2 separate regions of the Mus musculus genome follow, and region 1 is linked to region 2. The links are chromatin contacts, called in public promoter capture Hi-C maps. All regions are on one chromosome and are shown on one strand. Each heading gives the region's core, a stretch centred on a gene start, on an enhancer-like site or on the middle of the called end of the contact. The rest is flanking DNA. Distances are from core to core; before and after follow the strand shown.

What was found. Promoter capture Hi-C pulls out the DNA fragments that hold promoters and counts their contacts.
Region 1: a promoter capture Hi-C map of the SN4741 cell line shows a contact between it and region 2, with 2.9 times the contacts expected there. The contact joins the promoter of Pptc7 here to the promoter of Ift81 in region 2. A contact is called at or near these places in 5 of 39 promoter capture datasets (HPC-7-derived erythroid cells, the SN4741 cell line, hippocampal neurons and 2 more), 2 of 484 Hi-C or Micro-C datasets (large pre-B cells and pre-B cells), 2 of 115 datasets of contacts at active chromatin or transcription factors (cardiomyocytes and embryonic stem cells) and 2 of 9 other capture datasets (adipose tissue and liver).

Annotation. Positions count from the first base shown.
Region 1 is chr5:122,282,267-122,288,719 of GRCm38.p6, forward strand. Pptc7 (PTC7 protein phosphatase homolog) reads left to right here and starts at 2,132. Exons shown (of 6, transcript NM_177242.4): 1 at 2,132-2,643. The coding sequence starts at 2,403.
Region 2 is chr5:122,611,805-122,617,893 of GRCm38.p6, forward strand. It overlaps Ift81 (intraflagellar transport 81), which reads right to left and starts at 2,740. Exons shown (of 19, transcript NM_009879.4): 1 at 2,634-2,740.

The DNA.
Region 1 (6,453 bases), core at 882-3,381, 330 kb before region 2:
TGGTAGAAGAAAGAATAAAGGAAAGGTTTTGGGGCAGCTGTGTGCTTGGCAGGAGGCCAGTCAGCAAGGAAACACCAAATAGCTAGAAAAGGTATTTTGGACCTAGATCATTTATACACCACCCACACTGGCTAGGAATGAAACCTCAATGTGTATATGTTTATGACACATACCAACACTGTAAATGAGATAAACTGGGCATGCTAGTGTGTGCTTATAAGGCTGGGCAATTGACCTGTAGAGGAAGGAGAAACAGGACTGAGTTCAAGTCAGCCTTAGGCAAACAGAAAGTTCAAGGTCAGCCTAAGTTATAGGAGATCCTGTCTTTACAACAAAATACTAGAGACTGGAGGGATAGCTCAGCAGTCAAGAGCACTGACTGCTCTTCTAGAGGACCTGGGTTGGATTCCCATCACCTATATGGCTGCTCACAACTGTCTGTAACTCCAGTTTTAAGAGATCGAATGCTCTCTTCTGAGGCCCCAGGGGCACTGCACACACATGACATAGGACACACATGTAGAAAAAACACATAAAATAAGAATAACTCACTCTGTAGACCAGACTGGCCTCGAACTCAGAAATCCACCTGCCTCTGCTTCCCAAGTGCTGGGATTAAAGGCGTGCGCCACCACTGCTCAGCTTAAAAAGTTCTCTTAAGAACAGTAATGACGGGCTGGAGAGATGGCTCAGTGGTTAAGAGCACCGACTGCTCTTCCGAAGATCCTGAGTTCAAATCCCAGCAACCACATGGTAGCTCACAACCATCCATAATGAGATCTGACGCCCTCTTCTGGTGTGTCTGAAGACAGTTACAGTGTACTTAGATATAATAATAAATAAATCTTAAAAAAAAAAAAAAAGAACAGTAATGACGATGATGATGATAAAGAGTCTTTGCTGTTACTCAACTGAAATAATTTCTTAGGGAAATAACTTACAATTGTTAATATTTGGGGAAGGCTGTTTGATCTTTGTTCAAATAGGCCAAGAGTTTTAGAAAAAATAAAATAGAAAGTGCCCCCTCTCTTCTTTATCTCCCTCTCTCTTCTTTCTTTCTTTCTCTCTCTTTCTCTCTCTCTTTCTTTCTTTCTTTCTTTCTTTCTTTCTTTCTTTCTTTCTTTCTTTCTTTCTTTCTTTCTTTTTTGAGACAGGGTGTCTATGTAACCTTAACTGACCTGTAACTCACTATGTAGATCAGGCTGGCCTCATGTTCACAGATCTGCCTACCTCTGCCTCCTAACTGCCAGGGATTAGAGCTATAGGCCATCATGCCTGACCCCTTCTTTCTGCCAAGGGATGACCCTCTTGAAAAGAGAAGGCAGCTGTGGCTGGAGAAAGAGGCCTCATCTTGGCAGTTCTCTCAGCCCTCCACAGTTTCTGAAGGCCTCCAAATCAGAGGCAGGAAAAAGACCTGCTTGGCCAGGTTGACTGTCAAACTTAGGATCTAGGGTACTAGATCTGGGGCTTTCAAGACACAGGAATAATGGAAATGTTAGGATTGCCGTTTCTCACCCAGTATACTAGATGGTGTAGAATCCCAATCTTGGTTTCTTACAGTTATGTAAAGGAATATATATAGAGAGAGGGTGTGTGTATGTGGTGTGTATGGAAGAAACTGTTAAACAAGATATAGTGGCACATAATTTGTAATCCTTGAACTTGAGAAGCTGTAGGCAAGATCAGAAGGAATCCAAGGCCAACCTTGGTGACAGAGCGAGTCTGAGGTCAGCCTGTGCTTGATGAAACTCTATCTCAAAAAAATCAGAAGAGGGAAAAAAAAAGGTGGTGAGAGAGAAAAAAAATCAAAACAGGACACCCATTCTAATTCCCCCCCAAAAAAAACCCCCAACAACCCAGTCTACCGGTCATTCTCAATAATTTACAGTCCTCTGGTAAATCTAACTCCTGGATCACAGGTAGCCAAGACCAAAGCGACTATAACTCTTAACTACGACTTCCAGGAGACACTGCGCCCACACCCTTTGCGCACGCTCGATTCCGGTGACTACATAGGGCTGCGAGTCCGAGGGGGCGGGGCTTGGACCTGAGCCGCGGAGAGGGGGCGGGGCCGGGGCGGGGTCGGAGAGGGGGCGGCGCTGCCGGCGCGGCCCGGAACACGCTAGTGGAGCGGAAGATGGCGGCGGCGGCGGCGGCTGCAGCCGGGACCCCAGTGTGGTTGAGGCGGAGGAGCCGCCGGCTCTGACCTCGCTCTGGCTCCAGTGCGTGCGGTAGAGCGTGTGCGAGGCCCCGTGCGGCGGGCAGGGGCGGCAGTGGCCAGTGCGCGCCGCCCTGAGGAACGCCCCGGCGGCGCGGCTGCGGCGGAGGAGAGAGCCGGCTCCGGGCCTCGGCGTCCTCCGGCGCCCCGGGCCCCGCGCCTCCTCGGGGGGGCGGCGGCGGCGATGTTCTCGGTCTTGTCGTATGGACGCCTGGTGGCCCGTGCCGTGCTCGGCGGCCTGTCGCAGACCGACCCCAGGGCGGGCGGCGGCGGCGGCGGCGGTGGTGGCAGCAGCGGCGACTACGGGTTGGTGACGGCGGGCTGCGGCTTCGGCAAGGACTTCCGTAAGGGCCTGCTCAAGAAGGGCGCGTGCTACGGGGACGACGCGTGTTTCGTGGCCCGCCACCGCTCGGCCGACGTCCTGGGTGAGTCCCCCGGCCCCAAGTCGGCCTCCTGGGGACTCCGGAGTGCGAGTCTTCCCTGCTTCCTCCGCTGAGCGCAGCGCAGCGCCTTGCCGAGCGCCCCGAGATGCGTTTTCTGCCTCACGATCCCTCCCTCCCCATCCCCACACTTTAGAAATGGGGAAACTGAGGGACAGAGCGGTGGAGCCACGTGCCCAAGGTCACCGCCTTGGGAATGTGTCCAGTCCGTCCCGGTGCAGAACCGCGCACTCTTCTTAGTCACAGCCCCCACGCGACCTCGTCCTCCTCGTTCGGCGACACCTGCAGGCTGCTAACCTCGCTTTGCCTCACTCCCTCCTCCCTCTTGGCGCCCCGGGAATCCCTGCTTCTTGGCGAGCTCCTGACGCCACGGCCCGGTCCCAGCTGCGGGATCCGGGAGCAGACCCGAAGACAGACGGCGGGGAGCCCACAGCCCCCCGTCGTGGGTTCTTCCCGCTGCCTGGACCGTCCTCGGATTGCCATCCTTTTCGGGAAGGGCCGTGGGGTTGTGGGTGGACTGCTGGCCTGGTTAGAAATTCTAGCAGTGCTTTCTCCCTAACCCAGCTTGTCTACTTGAGGTCACTTGGGGGTGGCAGAAAGGTCTCCTTGACCCAAAATAGAATGGCTGGACCTGCTTGTAGGCTGCAGCCAAAAAGGCTGTGAGACTCGGTCACAGCTTTTTAGGCCACAGGTGCTTCCTAAGATCTATCCCAGTTACTAGAGGAGAGAGAGAGAGAGAGAGGAGAGAGAGAGAAAGAGAGAGAGAGAGAGAGAGAGAGAGAGAGAGCTGTCCAAAGGCCTAAACAAATGCACAAGCTGTCAGAAACTTTACCTAGGGTATGCCCTTGGAGAGTTCCCTGTATGCCACTAAAGGTCTTTCAGTTCGGGAAGCTCTTCTTTTGATATTGAAGGACAGACTGTCATTGGCGCCTAGGTTCAAATGTCACGTTGGTTTCACTTCTCCAGTGACATTGAGTTTATGGTTACTTAAAAGCTTCATAGGCTTAGACAAAATATGGCATCGGAGCAAATAATAGTTTTTGTGACAGTAATTGTTTGCCGTTTTTTTTTTCTCCTTCTTTCTTTTTCGTGTGAACAGTGTCTTTGTAGCTCGTTTGCTGTTTAGTGCAGGCTGACCTTCAGCTCTTGCTGAAGATACAGGTGTGTGCCCAGCTCCCAGCTCTTGACATTTTCAAATCAGATAACCTTGTGAGTTTTGGTTTTGTCACATGGAGTGTTTGTAAGCATGATACCGGGGTTGGTTCTCATTTTAATTGATGAATAACCTCTTCATCTGTGTTGAGAAAAATCTTGTAGTATTTAGACCGCACTATTGGTACCAACCTTTCAGAGAGCCTCCCTAGGTTTGGAAGTATACAGATTCGCCGTGAAGTCTATTGAGAGGCTGCCGTTTGCGGCTTCTGCAAGTCACCTAGGCAGCCAGCAGCCCTTCGCTTGGGGAACTTAGGGTCTGTGCTGCCTTTGAAGTCACAGTGAGCCGTGGGTAGTATAGGCTGCTAACTTGCCACCCATGCATGAGGCCCTTGTTCAAGACCCAACACCACCAAAAAGATGTCAGGAGCTGCAGTCATACGGACAGGTTAAGCGATGATGAGCCAGGAAAGGTCGTTTTATAAAGCTGACTACAAGCTAGTTTTTTGGGCTTGATTTTATTTTTGTGAGAAATCTGTGGTTTGATTGATTGGCAGTAATAGTACTTTCTAGACCTGGGTCTGAGCATATCACATTGACAAATACCTGGAGTGAACCACTCTTAGGGTTTGTTTGTTTGTTTTTCGAGACAGGGTTTCTCTGTGTAGCCCTGGCTGTCCTGGAACTCACTTTGTAGATCAGGCTGGCCTCGAACTCAGAAATTCACCTGCCTCTGCCTCCCAAGTGCTGGGATTAAAGGCATGTGCCACCACTGCCCAGCTTACAAATTATTCTTTATCATAGCTATATATGTATTTGAAAAAGTACTTAGAGGGTTCAGTACTCTCTGAGGCTCAGGCATCCACTAGGGGCCTTGAATGTATCCCTCAAGAAGAAAGGGGACTACTGTATCTGAATGTATTAAGTCTCTGCTGAATTTGAACACGCTGCTATCTTGGCATTGTGGCATATTTACAAGGGTACGGGAGATACTGGTCAGACCCTTTCTAAAAAAGCACAGATTTCATCTCCTGCTCTGGCATTCTGGCAGAAACCATGCCTACTTTGAGGTTAAGCTTTGCAACTAAGTAGCTCTGTAATTTGTGGTCTTGGGTGGACTTTCTGAGTCTGCGGTCCTTATCTGGAAAAGATGAAAGGAGTAGGCTGTCAGACTTAATGTGGAGGCTCTGGCTAGACAGTCAGGTTCAGGTTTTCCTGTAGTCCCTCAAACAGCATGGCTATGAATCGCCTGCCACAGGCACCTTGGTAGAGCTCTTCGTTTTTGTATCTAGCATTGGGCACTCAGTTGTTAAGTTACCTTGGCTCACTGGCTGAAGGATCCTTGGCTGTGCAAGGGACCTCTTTGGAGAAGAGAGCACAGAGGCAGGCTGGAGACAGTCCACCATGTGCCACTGAAGGCAGGTGCTTGAGTGTCTGATGGAGATACACACACACACACACACACACACACACACACTGCTGCTTATGTGTCCAAGAAGAAGCTAGTCAGATTTGACAAAGATCTTGCAGACACACACCTGCAAATGGGGGAGTGGGCATGAGAACAGTGAGGAACAGGTTCTCCAGGACTGTCCTGTTGTGGAGGTGCCCTTCTGGAAAGCCATCCTGGGAGTCACCTGAAACAACTTTCTAAGTTGGCCTCATTTGGTCTTTGGCAGCCATGAGGCAGTTCACCAGGTGGTGCCTCTGACTCTATTGACACCATCCTATCACAGGCTGAACTGATACGAGTTGTAAGCTGAATCACATTACGGTAAAGCTGTGTGAGTTCAAGGCTAGCTTGGTCTACATAAAGAGGCCTTGTCTTGTCTCTGAGTTGAGACTCTCTCTTGCTAAGTATCTCTGCAGTTTGGTCACTCACTGTGGGCTTCTCCTCAGCTGTTAGGAATGAAAGCTAGAGTAGGAGAAATAAATTATTATTTTAATTTTTTTAAAAATTGAAATTGACAGGTCATAGTGGCACATGTCTTTAATTCCATCACTTGGGAGGCAGAGGCAGGCAGATCTCTGAGTTGAAGGCCAGCCTGGTCTACCAGGACAGCCAGAGCTACACAGAGAAACTGTCCATAGATGTATGTATGTATGTGTGTATGTATGATAACATTGGGACTGAATTGTCCTGTTAGTCATGATAAAGAACACTTGATGACTCACACTGTTATTGTCCCCACTGGATTTCTTTTAGGAAAAATTGGCTGTGGAGGGTGTGGTGAGTCCCAGCACCACTCCCATCCCGTGTGGAAAATTGGCAGGGGCTCCTTCTCTCCATTGGGCCAGCAGGAGTAAGCCCATGCGGCACGAGCTGTTTTCCTTCCCTTTACTTAGCCCTGAGCTTTGTCACTTTGCATGCTGTGCCTTCCTAGGTACACAGAGCCATGAGAGCCACCTGATGTCCCCATCACAACAGCAGCATCAAAAGGTTGCTGAGAACTGCAGACTTCACAACCTTGAGGCCCATTTCCTCCATGTTTTGGTGATGAGTAGAGAGACCTTCAGATGCTTGGGTAACTTCAAAGCACTGCTAGTTATTGGCAGACAGGGCTTTCTCTGTCATACTTGAAGGGATGAAGGGAGGGAAAGAGTCAGAGTGAGAGTGAGAGAGCATATGAATGTGTTTATAAT
Region 2 (6,089 bases), core at 1,490-3,989:
TGAAATAAAGCTCTCAAGATCTGTATGAGCCAACTCAACTTAACCTTTCACTCTGAAACTTGAGCCCAGTCGCTGCTCCTGCTTCCACCTACGTTCAATCAACGCTGTTCTCTTTCTGCCTAACAATGATTGTTCCTCCTTTTCCCTCCTTAGCTGGATTGGATCTCACCACTCTCCCAGGCCCTGTTGGGACTCACAATCTCTCAGGAAATCCTCAAGGAACAAAGCCTGTCTGTCCTCCGTGCCCACCACACCACCGGCACAGCTTTCCTTAGGCAGCTTTGTATGTTGTTCTAGTTTCTTAGGGGCCTTCCTCTTCCTCCCCCCCCCCCTCTCTCTGGTAAACTGTACATTCCATGAGGAATCTATCCAATTCCATTCTGAACACATTAAATCGAGACTGAGGCGGTGATTTTTTTCTACTAGGTTGAATGAACTTGTTCATTGGCCTCAAGCTGGAAAGCAAAACAAACAGCCTGGAAGCCTGAGCATAAAAGGCTGTTACGGAAGATCATAGCCTTAAAACATTGGAGAGTACCCTGGGTTTGGTTCCCAGAACCCACGTGGTGACTCACAAGTACCCCTAACTTCGTTTCCAGGGGATCTTCTGAACATCTGCAGCATTAGGCATCCATGTGGCACACATACATAACAAGCAAAACATTCATATTTATAAAATAAATATTTTAAAGTTTATTTTTTTAATTTTTAATTAAAATTGAATAACTGATTTCTTAACAGCTGAAATGGCTTTACCAAGGGAAACTGCTTTACTAAAATGAAGTGCTGGGCTGGGGATTTATGATGGCTTGCCTAACATGTAGGAAGCCCTGGGTTTGATTCCCAGCACTGAATTAACTGGAGGTCCGTGAGCAGGCCTGTAACGTCAGCACTCAGGAGGTGGAAGCAGGAAGATCACAAGTTCAAGGTGGCCCTTGCTTGGCTACTTAGTGTGAGGTCAAAGCCGCTTGGGCGCCTTGAGACCTTGTCAAAATCACAGCAACAAAACTGAACTGCTATTCCTGAGCACTGCCCCACACTGTAAGCCCAGAAGTGAGGCGGCTGAGAAAGAAGGAGGCAAAGTTTAAGGCCAACCTGGGCTGCACTATAAGACCCTCTTAAACTAGAAAAGGTGAGGTGGACAAGACGACAAAGTCATCTCAATGCTTTCTTAGTTAAAACTATGAGACAGATACTGTTTCACTCAAGACATAAAGTAAGCCCTGAGCATCTTACTCCACCCCCCCCAACACACATGCTCGCGCGCTCTCTCTCTCTCTCTCTCTCTCTCTTTCTCTCCTTTTAAAACAGGTTTTGCTGTGTAGCCTTAGCTGGCCTGGAACTCACGGTGTAGACCAAGCTTCTCTCTCCTGAGTGCTGGAATTAAAATCAAGAGCCACCAAGTCTGGCATGAAATGGGTTCTTTAATTGGGTGGGTGAAGCTTACATTTAGAAGACATTTGGAAGAAAGGAAGGAAGGAAAGGAGGAAGGAAGCTAGAAGGAAGGAAATAAAGTTGTTCTAAAAGATAAGAAAGGATGGCACAACCAGTATGGTTGCTAAATTTAAGGTTTCTTTTTAAGTTTATATATAAAGACTATCTCAGGGATAGTAGTGTGCAATTTTAATCTCAGTGCTAGGAGGCAGAGGCAGGAGGATTTCTGAGTTTGAGGCCAGCCTGGTCTACAGAGTGAGTTCCTGGCCAGCCAGGACTCTACAGAGAAGCATTGTCTCAAAAAACAAGCCAGAAATAAATAAATTACAGAGAATATCTTTACTTTTTAAAAACTTGGGAGGCTCAAGTTTTCAACTGTAAAAATATAATACACATCCTTATATCCACATATATTTAAACTAATTTAGAAGTTGTCCATACGGCTTTTTCTTCTCTGAGAAACACAAAATCAAACCAAATATCTGGATAAGCAAGAAAATGTTGCCAAGAGAAGAAAAGGGGAGGGGCTCACGATTATTACAGGCAACTTAATGGTTGCTAAGGGTGGGGAACCATAATTAAACTCATTGGACCTCCAAAAGAAAAGGGGAGTGAGGTGGGGGCAAAAAAGTCGAAGGGAGAAGGGTTAGGAAATGGATTCCGTGGGAGCAGGAAAGCGAAGAGCGAGAAACGGGGATGGGGTGATGGAATACACTATATGTATGCATGTGTGAATACAGTGGTACCCATTATGCGCAACTAATACACGCCAAGTTTCCAAACTTTTTTAAGAAAAGAAATGAGCTGCGTTGCCCCACCAGCTTTCAGAGGACAGAGATGCTCTTGAACCAGGTAGGGCTGTCGCTGCCCGCCGGGCGCTGCGCGCTAAAATTAGCAAAAGCAATTACTCTCCCTCTTCCAGCGCAACCGGCCGAGCTAATTCACCAGCACTCACCCACTGCAGCACCCAGGGGGAGCCGGGGCAAGAATTAAAACCAGGACGCGCGTGGTATCCGGCCCAGCCGGGGCAGCGCGCGCAGGCCTACGGCCTCCTGCGACGCCCGGAGACCGAGGGGGACCCGCGCGGCCGACCCCCCGCCCCCCGACAGGCCCTGCTGCCGCCACCGGCCGGGAGCGGGCGCAGCTTGACGGGATTCGGGGGTTCGCGGAGTTCCCGACCGCGAGTTGGCGGGGGTTACCTCAAATCCTCCTCACGAAACCACCTCCCCACCCTCGGGAGGCACTGGGGCGCTTGCGGGTTCTTAGAGACCGCTCCTTGGCAACGGTTGCCATGCGGTGACGTCACTTCCTCTGGCTCGGGGAGGAGGGGGGCGCGCGCACACCGGAGGGCGGAGCCTCGGGCTGGAAAGCTTGGCCCTGGTACCTGGGGTTCCGAACCTCTGCAGAAAGCCTAGGGTGACTCTGGCTGTTATTCCCACTTAGACTCCTGCTGATAATAACCTTTGCGAACCGTCTACCGTTCTCACCTTGACAAAGGGCTTAACCTGTGCTGTTTGCGTGTGCTGTTTCATTCATTCATTCATTTATTTACCAAACTTGGGGCGACTTGTTTGAAGCAGGACTGGATAGGGTTTGGGGTCAGAAAGCATTGGGCGTGGTTTCCGAATTTAGGTTTTCGACGAAAGAATCTCCAGGTTAAATCATGCATGGAACAATTATAAACTATGGATTGAGAGACCCAGACATGGAGAGGAGAGACAGACCGGGACAAATGGAGGCCTACTCTGAAAACTAGGTTAGATGCTCAGACATCCTTGGAGAAACAGTAAATGTAATACCAGACTTGCCACAACCTCAAGCTAACAAATGATAAATTAGGCATTCCATACTGCTGACTGCTGGAAATGCAATAGAGAACAAGACCCAATAGGGTTGGTTCTGTCCTCACAGAGATGATGGGGAAAGAGAGGCAATATAGTTAAACAGCCCAGGACGGAGAGAAATGTACCAAGATGTCTCAGTGATGACAGAGTATGTGTGACGTTTACTGGGGGACAGGGATGGCTGAAGGAATCATACTGTCATGTCTCCATTAGACAGAGCGCTGTTTAAAGACCAGTAAAAAGAATCCAAATGACCTGTTGAGGTAGCTCAACTGGTAAAGGCGCTTGGCACACAAACCTAGAGACAGGTTCCACAGAGACAGATTGTGGTGTCCCCACCTGCTACAGACGAAAGGAGGAACTGACTTCACCCTGTGATTCCTTGGTGGGATTCACTGAGGAGTCTAAGAAGACATTCCTAGCAACAGTTTTACAGCATAGAGACCTTGCTTATTCTGTCTGAAACAAACTGTGGGTAGCTTTTCTTTTCCCCCCAGAGACGCCTGGTCAAGTCTGGTATGTAAGCTCCTAATGGTACCTTCTAACTGAACTGTGTTTGAGATTTTGAATAGATTTCTAACAGGCTCTAACAGCGGTTCTGAAAGCTTGTCACTTCTACCTCACCTCCCGCTCCACCCCCTCTTCCTCCACCTCCTCATCCTGTTCTCCTATAGCCTGTGCTAGGAAAGAACTCTACCACTGAGTTACACCTCCGACCTTGCTTTTTATTTTATTACATCATTAATTTATTGTGTGTAGGAGGGCCGGGCCCGTTGTGAGCAAGGCCACCCCTGGGCATGTGGGCCTGGCCGATGTAAGAAAGGTAGCTGAGAATCTCAGGAGAAGCAGGCCAGTAAGAAGTATTCCTTTGTGGTTCCTGCTTCAAGCTCCTGCCTTTTCTTTCCTGATGACGGACTATGATCTGTAAACTAAGTAAATCATTTCCTCCCCAAGTTGTTTTTGGTCATGGTAGTTTATTACGGAAATAGAAAGCAAACTAAAACAGGTGCTTAGATGCTGTGTCATTGGGAAGTTCATATCACTCCTGTATGACTTAATCTAAGAGTTCACTGTCATCTTGACTTGCTCTCTCCCCCCATCTCTGTCTCCTCCCCCTTTGCTCTGAATGGGCTGCTAGTACTGGTGGGCTGCTAGTACTGGGAGGCTTACCCCTGTCCTGGCAGCCTAGTGTTCCAGAAAGTTCTCGGCGAAGACTCTCATTGGCCCAAAAGATGTTAGACTGTTGCCCCCATATGTTCATTTTTATTTTATGTATTTTATGTGTACAGATGTTTTTGTCTGCGTGTGTGTACACCACATGCATGCAGTGCCCATGGAGGCCAGAAGGGAGAGCATCAGACCCTTGGAAATGGAGTTAGAGACTGCTACCAGCCATTATGTGTGTGTGACAAGAATCAAACTTGGGTTCTCTGGAAGAGCAGCACATGATTTTAATGCCTAAGCCATCTCCCCGGACCCGGAGATGATTCCCTTTTTAAATTTTTAAAAAATGCTTTTGGTCATATTTGATTTTGAAACAGTCTTGCAAGCCAGGCAGTGATGGCGCATGCCTTTAATCCCAGCACTTGGGAGGCAGAGGCAGGCAGATCTCTGAGTTTGAGGCCAGCCTGGTCTACAGAGTGAGTTCCAGGACAGCCAAAGAACAGACACAGAGAAGCCCTGACTCAAGAAGAAGAAGAAGAAGGAGGAGGAGGAGGAGGAGGAGGAGGAGGAGGAGGAGGAGGAGGAGGAGAAAAAGAAGCAGTCTTGGTAAGTCACCCATGCTGACCTTGGATCTTTGGTCCTCCTGTCTCAGCTGGGGTACTCCTCCTGTGTAGCTGGGATACCACTGTGCCACACTCCATTCTGTTTGCTTGGTTTGTTTGTTTGTTTGTTTGAAACATGGTCTTTAACATATTGCCCAGACCTGTTTGGAACTCATTGTGTGGCCCAGGCTGGCCTCAAACTCTGCCCTGGCTCCACCTTATATAGGCACGGACACCACACCCCGGTTCAAACCATTCTTGAATCAATCAATTCTTTTCTTACAGCACCAGGAACAGTGGATGAGGGTGGCTCTCCAAAAGGAAGGGCTGGGCTTGTTAGCAGAGGAAGAGATGGTGTTTCATCAAGAGCAAGTATTGGCCAGTTGTGTTGGGAGAGACTGCTACTATGTCTCAAAGCTGGGAATGTGGCTGAATTGGTAGAGCGCTTGCCTAGAATGCACAAAGCCCTGGGTTTGATCCCCAGCACCACTTAAAACGGGCAGCGCCGAGGAGTTAAAGGCGAGACTCTCAGCCATTCTAGGTCATCCTTAATCACATAATGAGCTTGAGGCCAGCCTGTGCTAGGCGGGAGGGAGGGAAACTGAGTCAGTAGTAAAGGCTCTTGCTGCCGAGCCTCATGACCTGAGTTTGATTTCTGGAGCCCACAGAGTGGAAGGAAAGAACAGTCTCCTGAAACTCGTCCTCTGAGCTCCACATAAGGGCACAGGAGATAATTTAAAACGAAAGAAAATGCACATGTATTCATTGTATGGAGTGGATACAATGTTTCTTCTTTGTTTCCCCACCCAAAAAAAAAAAAAATCTGTCTCTCGTGATGGCAAGGGTCCACAGGGGTAATAGTAGAGTCCCTAGATCTTCACAGACGTCTGAGGGGGGCCACACATGCACCGTCTCCAGCCCCTTTTCAGTTCAGAACTTCCAAACAAAAGCCTCCCTGTGCAGAATCCAATGAATCCAAGCCAGTTTTCTGTTTGGGGCCTTAAATTTAGACTTATCATCCTGACCAGGAGATATTTCTGGATCC